Regions from separate parts of the Gasterosteus aculeatus genome. Here region 2 is linked to region 1. The links are chromatin contacts, called in public Hi-C maps. All regions are on one chromosome and are shown on one strand. Each heading gives the region's core, a stretch centred on a gene start, on an enhancer-like site or on the middle of the called end of the contact. The rest is flanking DNA. Distances are from core to core; before and after follow the strand shown.

Evidence for each region. A called contact is a pair of places that touch in the nucleus more often than the background predicts.
Region 2: a contact with region 1 is called in a Hi-C map of skeletal muscle, with 1.8 times the contacts expected there. The contact joins the enhancer-like site here to the promoter of LOC120817843 in region 1. A contact is called at or near these places in 2 of 6 Hi-C or Micro-C datasets (both in skeletal muscle).

What each region holds. Positions count from the first base shown.
Region 1 is chr4:11,328,196-11,333,598 of fGasAcu3.hap1.1, reverse strand. It overlaps LOC120817843 (A disintegrin and metalloproteinase with thrombospondin motifs 2), which reads right to left and starts at 1,946. Exons shown (of 23, transcript XM_040174454.2): 1 at 1,694-1,946; 2 at 1-238. The coding sequence starts at 1,781.
Region 2 is chr4:11,402,695-11,407,510 of fGasAcu3.hap1.1, reverse strand. LOC120817843 (A disintegrin and metalloproteinase with thrombospondin motifs 2) reads right to left here. Exons shown (of 23, transcript XM_040174454.2): 5 at 2,330-2,413; 6 at 589-745. Among protein-coding and RNA genes, the nearest start is that of LOC120818433, 19 kb to the left of the region's middle. Within about 2 kb of position 1,835, at least 1 of the 9 cell types and tissues checked has open chromatin away from gene starts, as enhancers often do.

The DNA of each region.
Region 1 (5,403 bases), core at 697-3,196:
AATTCCCGGCCGAAGATGGTGACATTGTAGTAGAGCCTTTGGCGGAGGGCCATGGGCTCTTCTTTTGGTCCTTCCCACTCATCATCATCGCCTACTCCTACCTCCCTCCTCCGGCGCCTACGGGACTGCCCTCCTGCCACGCGGCCAGCCGAGACGGCGTGCGACAGGAAGCGGCCCTCCGCGTCCACACTGATCGGCCTCACCAGTCCATACTCCCCCAGGACATGCTGCAGGGAGTCTGGGAACAGGACAGTAGAGGAGGGAGAGAGAGAGAGAGAGAGAGAGAGAGAGAGAGAGAGAGAGAGAGAGGGAGGTAGTGGCAGGTCAGAGTGGGAAAGATTGTTGTGTGTTTTATACGTGAAAATTAGGTATTGAAGACTGTTGGAGGTTAAAGATGAAAAAATAAACAACAACAACAGTGGTGGGATATCATCATGGGAGACGCGTGGAGAGGATGTCACGGGTGCAACAAAAATATGTACAGGAAAAAAGAATGTACTAGGATTAAGTATTGCACATTCTCCGTCACCATGATAAGTAATAGAAATGAGAAAAAATGTAACCAATCACAAGCGCAGACACACAAGTACAGCCCCACCCAGAGGCGACCCCGGTGCTCGGCAGCGCGCGTTCGGTTACTGCAGCCTCAGCAGAGCGCGCTGCGCTCCTGACACCTCCTGTGCCCTTCCACCATCAACAGGAGAGCCTGCAGCAGGAGAAGGCGCTAATTGCGGCTTTCTCGCGCCGTTCTCTCGCTGCCACGCTGCTCTATTCGCGAAAAGTGATTTATACGGCCAAATGAAACTAAATCAAATCATTTGATGCGCGGAACGCGTTATTCGTCTTTTAAATATCATCACTGAATCTTAACTAAATGCAAATAAATGTAAAGTGAGTCAATGCTGTCTTGGATGAAGGGACGTTTCCAAGTGACACTGAAAACACAGGTGCATTTGAAAAGCGACACACCTCACACACACACACACACACACACACACACACACACACACACACACACACACACACGCACACACACACACACACACCGCAGAGCCGAGGCCGTGTTAACGTCACACCACACAGCCGGAGACGTGAAGGCACCTTAAAGTAGTCCTCCGGGGGGGCACGTGGCGGTCTTCATTATTATTATTATTATTATTATCATCAATATTAGTATCACAACGCTATCCGCCCGTCTTACGTTATTTATAAAGTCAACCGACTGATCAAACCTCACACTGGCTGTTTATGTTGCTTCAGCTCACGTGTCAGACGCGTGATTTGATAATGGTGTGATCAATGTCGCTGACATCCGACACCAGCGTCCTGTGACGGATCGATAGATGCGACAGCGGCAGAATCAGATCATGTTGGGCTACACTTCCCTGCCGAACCCGACGGTAAACCGGTGCATCCGATGGCCCCTGCACCTCAGACAGCCTTCACCCCCCCTGTCCCCTGGATTAGAGAAAAGCCAATCGCAACACTGACACAGCCCGCAAAAACGCCAGAAGTTGCACATGCACCCCACAGCGTTGTTTGCAACAACAACAAAAACAACAATAAAAAGCATGTCAAAAGCAATGAGAAACAATGTTTTGCCTCTTCGCTGATCTCCAGACTTCAAGTGAGCGCCGGAAAAGATACGAAGACAAACATCAACACTGGCCACGTTTAACCCCGCCGTACGTACCGACGCTACTGGCGATGTAAAGGCCGCTGGTGTGCAGCAGAAAGGCCGGCAGGATGATCAGGACAGTAAATCCAGGCGAGAGAGCCATGGCAGCTCCGAACTGCGCAGGTGAGAGAGCGGGACTCCGGGCTCCAGTGTGGTGACGCTCCCCGCCCGGCGCGACCAGCCACGCCACGACAGCAACAGCACAGCAGCCCGCAAGCAGACTGCCAAGTGCACCGGGAGAGACGGAGCTCTCCTCCTCCTCCTCCTCCCCTCTCTCTCTCTCTCTCTCTCTCTCTCTCTCTCTACTCCTCCTCCCCTCCACCGAGGTCTCTCACTCCCTCCCTCTATCTCTATCTCACTCACTCACACAGACACTCACGCAACTCTCCTCCTCTGTGTCTCTCTTTCCCTCAACTCCTCTCGCACGTTGCGTGTGCCCCCCCCCCACACACACACACACACTTTTTGCTGTGACAACTCCCCGACACTCACACACAAACGCGCGCGCGCGCGCACGGACACACGCGCGCGACGGGGGTCCGCGGGTCTCCGCTGTGAGGAGATGAGAGGATCTCCGCCGCTGACGGACCGACGGGCCTCGCGTCAAACGCGGTGAAATGAAGGAACGCGCTGCTTTATCACACCTCCAGCACGCGGCGAGACGCGGGGGGGGCTTTTCTTTTATTGCTTTGCTGCTTGGGCGCTTTTTGACGTGTGAAAAATACTGTTCATGTCTTTCTTTTACCGGTCCCCGATGTCCCGTAACTTTGAATATCCCGTCAGGGCTCCTAGGTTGGATGAACCGCAGCGCCCCGTGTGGCTGACTGGTGGAACTACACGTCTGTTTCCCAGGGCCCAAGGGTCCAATTTACAGACAGAAAAAGTCGGACTAGCCCTAACCTGCTTGCCCTCATTTAACGCATCATTTACCCCATTGACCACTAATCTTATATTGTTTCAAACATCGATGAGCAGCATAAGGAGAACTGCTGATATAAGCAAAAACAATTACCTTTTCAGAAGTGTCCTATCTTCTCTTTTTAAAACAATGTAAAAGAAATTCAATAACGCGGAAAACGCACCAAGAAAAGCATGTTTTTTATTTTTTTCCAAAGCCAGGTCAGTCCCAATTTGAAGTGTGTCAATTTAAGAAAAGCTCAGATTTAATTATTTTCTTTGATGTGGAATTCACTTTTGCGCCCAGATTTCTAAAGCAACACAAACCGGCACAGAGTGCTCGATAGAAGCACAATAAAGTCTTCAAGCACACAACTAATTAGGACAAACTAATCTCAGTCTGCAAAATAATGTCAACCCACATAAGAATGACTCCACTTTTCTATGACTCCACATAGTTGATTTGTGGCAAATATGAGTTATTTCCTTTACTCATTCATCAAATTGAGTTAGTAAGAGAAAATTATGGTTTAATGTTTATTACCAGGACTCTCTGCCAACACACTGCACAGTTTAGTTGTTGTAGCATAATGTAGCTTGGTTGAAACACAAAAGGTAGGTGTTTTAAATGTCACCTCAATATTAATGTGAAGCTCACATTAAAATTGGGAATTTCTAACAAAAGCAGTTAATTGTCTGGGTGGCTTTGCCATCCACTCCTGGAAATGTCATGTTTCCCTGTTGTATCTCTAATTGTATAATTGCATCTTGGATAAAAGGCTAAGTTTGGAACTGCTGTGAAGTTGTTGAAACAATTATTGAACACAGTTCTTCCTTGTGCAATAACATTGTGTGCATTAATATTGATAACCCATTTAATTTGTAAAGCAATTTACATTAGAAGCAATAACAATACAAATGAAAGGGGTGACAAAACAGTGAGACATAAAACTAAAACATAGTTAACTAGACTCACAGGTTAAAAGCAGATTTAAAGAGAGTTTCAAGTGCTAAAAGTGGCGGAGAATGTCAGAGGTTCTGAGGAGAGAGTTCCAGAGGAAGGGAGCAGCAATACAGAAGGCCCAATACCCCCAGGTCTGATATTTGGACAGAACAGGGTGATGGGGTGGGGCATGGGGGGGATACAGAGGTTGGTGTAAGCATATCTGAGGTTGCACGTGGGAGCGTGTGGGTGCAGAAGGTCAGACAGGTAAGACGGGGACAAGGTCGTGAAAGGTTTTGTATGAACCTCAAACTGTATTCTTTGAGGTACGGGGAGCCAGTGGAGTTTTCCAAGGATTGGGACGACGCTCTGAATGTATTGTAGTTTTTTGATGATTTTGGTGGATGTGCTGCACAGGATGCTTTTGCATGTAGTTCGGTCGAAAGGTGACGACGGCGTGGATGAGAAGAGCAGAGGAAGGGGCGCAGACGGCCGGTGCTTTTAAGATGAAAGAAGGCGATCTTCTGTTATGTGCTTGTCGTGGCGTTCAAAGGAGAGTGTCGCATCGAAGATGACACCAAGGTTACAGATGTGTGTGGAAGCAGGAACGGTGATGCCATTGAAAGCAGAGGGAGACGTTGTGCGGACTAATCCACCCTTGACATTTGACAAAATGTTTTAATACAAAGTTAATGAAGTTCATGAATGAAAATCTTTTATCAAAAGTACGTTTCAAATAAAGTGACCTCGCTTTCCACTTTTCTAGAGTGCAACATTTTTCCCTGTGAGACTGACATTGAGGGCTTTTCATAATGCTAACATGTGCCTTCCATTCCATTTCTCATGTCCTCTTCTTGTGTGCCAGCTCTCACAGTCGATGCGAGTGGAGGAGGTGGGGAAGAGCTGGAAGAAGTGAGGAGTTGGGCAACCGGCATTTGACAAACACAGACAGTTGTTTTGTGTAATTCAAGTGATCAGGATGTGCCCTGCTATGCCCCCCTCCCCCCCAGTTTCAAGGCCCAGCCACCAAACACAGGTTTCCCTCACAAGTCTGGCTCCAGGAGAGGGGCCCTGATTTCTTCTTCACCGTGTGAGGTGTGATATGAGGTCAGTGAATTACTGGGAGACGCTGTCGGGACCCACACGGCTAACTGGGTCCCTCTGGCACACAAACCCCCAACACCAAGTTATGGTGCCAATACATTGGACGGGTAAATTACAGCATTAAATCTGTCCACGTCCCAGTTAGGTGGGCCGGGGCCATAACACGCTGGCTCACCGGGATGTCCGACATTGAAATCTCTTGAATGGAATGCAGTAATATGTATTGTTATATCAATTACACCTGTGCTTTTCCTGCTGTGACGAGTCGCGATGTCCGCTGTGAAAAAGGTAAGTAAGCATGTTAGCATTCTCAGAATAGCAATTAACTCAAAGCAAGGCCGTGTCTAGTGACTAGCAGAGCAACTCGGTTGATGTAAGCTGTGCTCACAAAGCATTTCACATCTTCTAACTTGTGTTTAGTGATGAATATATGATTCATGAAATATCATGAGGATATCAATATTGTGAATATCTCCAATGATGAGGAGAAGTATGTTTTGAGTGGGGGTTTGCTTTGGTTGACAGGTCTTTAGGCTTGATACATCCGTCCAAGAGGCTGAGAGGCCACCTCACCATCCTTCACCCACAACAAGTCATAAAGTTGTTATACAGTTTTGGGATGTTGACCAAATTGCTTTCACTATTTAGCCACAACAAACATGCAGTTACAATTTTGTTCATATTCAGCACACCAAACTCTGTTTATTGTGTGCATATCTGAAATATGACAGCTGTTTTTATTTAATTATTCCTGTCAAATTCTTGCACGACAGCTAAAAAC
Region 2 (4,816 bases), core at 586-3,085, 74 kb before region 1:
ATTCAAAGAATGAAGTCAGTCTCTCATCTACTGAAATAAACATCTGCTTTAATGACATGCATTGAAGTGTGATTTAATCCATTCGGTTGAACTATAAATCACTTTTTTTTTTACATTCAATCCTGTGACTTCTTGCTTCAAAAACGTGCATAACATGTACTATCTATACATAGCCAAACCCACACACAGATGTGTGTATCTTTGCATTTCTAACCCTACCCCGTCGCCTTCCACCCCTGCATATGCCATCTCTGACTCCTCGTGTGTCCTGTCCTGTTTTTAATTGTGGCACTGTGGCCGGTTCTGCTCTGCTTATTGATTTTTTGCTGCTGAAGGCTGAGCCCAAGGGCGGCTGAAGGGCTTCTGGATAGCTGGGCCACTGCCTTCAGAGGCCTCTCCCCTGGGCCTGCCTGTTAGCCTGCACTCTGCTGCACGGAAAACCACCGAACCCACAGTGCACTATGCAGCTTCTCCAGGCGGAGGGAGCAAGAGGGGAGTTTTCTCTGTGTGAGTTTGAGTTCAAAGTAGACGGTGGGCATGTCATTTTGATGTATGTGCTAAATGTTAATGTGTAAGAGTGTACAATACCCTGCATGCCCGTGGGGCCAAACTCCTGGCGTGTGAGGAAGATGGCGTGATCATGGTGCTCAGCGTCCCCCGTGTCCTTCTTCTGCTGCAGGAAGGCCCAGCGACACACATTCTCCAGACTGTGAGATGGGTTCCCCAGTTCAATCAGACTCATGGACTAGAATGAGAGGGAAGCATGTTGGAGAAAGAGAGAAGAGGGCAAGAAAAAAAAGCCAGGAACTAAACCAGCTTCTTGTTTCTGCTCTGGTACAATAACATTTAATTCAGCCCAGTAGGGGGCAGTGTCACAATGTTATATGGTGTCAGCACATCTTGCAAATTGCTGAGGTGTTCAACACACACTCACTCCAAGGGATCCACAGTACACAATAATGCTCCTGTAAGCTTGATCATTTCAATAATGAATAAGAAAGTGAACAAAGAGCTGCCTGTTAATGAGTTATGCACTAATAGTCAAAAACATGTCCAATTACAGAAAATGTACTTATGATTCAATGAACAATACAGACACCCACACAAACTCCCAGAAACCAGCAATCATGTCTATTCACCTTCACCTCTTATTCGCTTCCTCATTAGGACCTCTGCTCCCCTCCCTGTTCTAAGTCTTTCTTTCTCTGCTTCCTTTTGCCTTCATTTCTGCATTTCCTGCCAGCTTTCACACACTCACAATGCACAGCGGACTCCAAACGGGGAGTGTGTGTATTGTGGGTGGGCAGCAGAGAAGACATATGGCCTGCCTCTGCACAGACACCCCTTAGACACAGTAGGTGCGTGTGTGAGTGTGCTTCGTGTTCATCAGGTGCTTGTGAATGTGTTTCAGTGTGTTTTTAAAGATGATTTTGGAATGGTGTTTTAAGTGCACTTGTTGCGTTCAAGTGTGTGTGTGTGTGTGTGTGTGTGTGTGGGTGCGCCTGCATTCAGGGTCAGATAGACAATCTGCGGGCTGTCTGCGCGCAGCTCCGTTGCCACGGTAATTGGGGATGATGGACAGCCAGAGCTTTGGCTGAAGCTGCATAGGGGCTGGTCCAGAATGACCAATGTAGCAGAGTGTGTGTGTGTTTCGTGGGCTCCACTGGGACGTTAGACATTGTAGAGAGAGGAAGAGATAAGGCTACAGCAGCATAAGTGTATCACAGAGCACCTATCCAGCAATAAAATCCCTTCTGTGGGGTAATCCCAGCCCGTCTCCTTTCCTGCCATCTCCGGCTTTATCTGTTTTCCCTCTCTTCCACCCCGCTCTCCTCTCCCCTTTGGCACAGGCAGGAAGATAGAGTTACAGTCAAGAAGAAAAGGATGCTACCCCCATTGTCCGGTTTCCCTGTTTATGAATGAGGGAGGGCTATCATTGATTGCTTATCTTTGCCTGGACTTCCCATGATTCTGTGCAGCAGCCTACTGGGAGGAAGGCTGATTGCATAACGGGCAGAGTTTCTGTGTGCTTTGGTGCTGAACTGTGAAGGCGTGCGACTTGAAAACAGTCCCCTGGGATGCCGCATGCTTTTAGTTCCTCTTTTGCTCAGTCCACTGGAATAACAGGCTACGGGCATCGGTGCCTGCTGATGAATGTGTTTGTGTGTTTGTGAGCGCGTGTGTGCGTGTGTGTGCGCCTGTCTGTATGTACTACTAGGCTTTGCTTTCTGAAGGTATGTGAAGCTATTGTAGCAGAACGCTAGTACAAGAGACATTGCTGACGGAGAGACAAGGCGTCCACGTTTGGGTAGAAGTCATCAGGTCTCACCTTGCCGTAGCCCAGCATGATGATCCTCACCAGCACCACATTGATCTTTGCTCCCAAAGACTGGTCGTGGTAGATCTCATTCACCTACAGTCACACAGATAAGCACAAGACGTAGGAGAGGACTCAGCAGGAGAAATACAACAATGTCTACACTAATAATTTAGAGTCATTAGGACAACTTTTAGTCGACAATGTTAGTTGCTCATGAATTATTTCTGGTTTTCATAATAATCCATCAATTCCAAAGAACTCTGCTATTAAAGTCAAAGCTCGTATATGCCTTAGAACAGATCTATAATTGCTTATTAACCATGATTATATCCAGTAGTAATTCATAAACCTGTTGCACTAAAGCATGTCAACAGCAACAGGGTGACAGACGAAGTGAAGAGAAAAGGAAGTTGGGAAAAGGGCAATGAAGTCCGTTTCCCACGAGCACAGATGGAGAGGAGATGAAGGAAGGAAAGAGCCTAATGCAAGCAAAACCAAGTAATGTGTGACAAGGGAGATGCAAAGAGCATTATACTGGCAAAACACACACGCGCGCGCTCGAGAAGAGAGACAGAGGGGTACGTTGGCGCTGGAGTCGAGGCCCGCCGTCCTCAGTGGCTGTGCGCAGTGCCTAATGAGGCAAAGGGATGTAAAAACAGACAGCCGTAATGAGATGGCTGATGTATAGCTGTGGAGGAAGAGGAACACACAGAGTGTGTATACGCATACACACACACACACACACAGATGTAGAGGGACGACGAGCGAAACTGCAGACACACACGCAGCCGGCGAGGGAAAGGCAGAAGGTTGAGGAATGCTACGAATAGAAACAGAGAGGCAGCGGCACAAGGAGCTGAGCAGAGAGCGGAGAGGGAGCACGCAGGCAGAGCGAGGAAGGAGACAAACGCTTAGGGGGGGACTGGAAAGGATGCATTCTTAGAAAACAATTGTAGTGTAGAGTAGCAGCTCATTTGGAAAAATTCCAGTGGAGGAATCCTTCGAGTCAAAGACTTGATCTGGTAACTAAACTCGCCAGCAAAACATTTCGTTGACGACATCAGGACATAAACACGGTTGTAACGTAAAGCCTCATCCGCTTTAGATAATATTCAAGAAACCTTTTCAGCATCTGTCTTTTTGTTGTCGGGAACATCTGTGTGGTAAATGATCAGATATATACCAATTAACCCTCTGAAATGTAAAGTGTACTGCTCCCGGCATAATATGATCATTTGCTAGCGTGTGACGCTTTGCAGTCATCCATCCATGTGTTGGTTTTTTCGAGCCGGAACACTAAACAGTGCAGCCCGTGAGCAGCCGGCTCTCTAAATGGGACTTTTTCACCTTCAACTGTGAATAGAAGACAGCGTTAGTTCAAGGAAAGAAGAGAGTCATTCTTGAGTTTGTGATCATAATACAACCACATTAAAAGAGGTTTTGTGGCAATTTTTGGTTTTTGTGTCTCCGTGAAGTTGGGGAACGTGCAAGAGACAGAATAAAATAGAAATGGATAAGAAGCTTACATGAGAGGCTGAGAATGATTTGAAGAGATACTTGAATTTGTAATATGATTAAAGTACATTTACATGTTGTTTAAGGATGTAAACTCATCATGGAATGTGGCTTTCGCTTAATATGCATTGAAAACACCCTCAGCGGCCGACGAGACCAAACTGAGTCATCAAATAAAATTTGGCTGTAGTGTTACATAAATTAGATAAGACTTTGGACAGCTTCTCCTTTATCTGTCTGTCAACACACTGGGGAATATTTAAGTCATTTAGACTTAGAAATGTGAGTGTGACAGGGCTCCATACACATCCAGGTAGCAAGGTGTCTCTTGTTACCTGGACGACGTCGCCTTTTCCTGCCTCTGGAGCTTCAACACCCCTTCCAGATAGCTGCTGCAGAAATGATGCTCATCACATGCTGGAGTAGTGAAAATACACCTCAGTGTGCAGCTATGCATCATGTAAATTAAACTTACACGCAGGTGCAACTGCTTGGCCAGCAAAGACCATTCATAATCGCGGAAAGTGTGATTAACACACAGCGGAACCTCTCTAAAGGTCTCCGTTAATGGCTGAGACGGAGAGTAGACAGACAGATCACTGTTAGCCACTAAATCTATCACCATGGTCGCCCACAGGATGATTGCTGCACAATGGCCTCCTCCTGGCATTTGGCACGCGTCATATTTTTGCAGGATTTACCACAACGACATTGGTGCAGCACTCGTGTTTTTCTTTTCAGCGCACTTTGTCACCCGTGGTCACTCGAAACAATGCACATATCTACGGTGCCCCGGATGTCAATTTCTCCTTCCCCTTGCTGTTTTTGTTTTGTTTTCCAAACTCACTTAACTGTAACTTATTAATTCACTTCTCCGTCTGCGTCGCCTTATTCTCTCTCCCTCTCCGTCTCTTGAGATTTGAGAATGACAATAAATGTCTTCTCTTTCAGGTACGTCTTTTTTTGTTTGTGTCCCCCCCC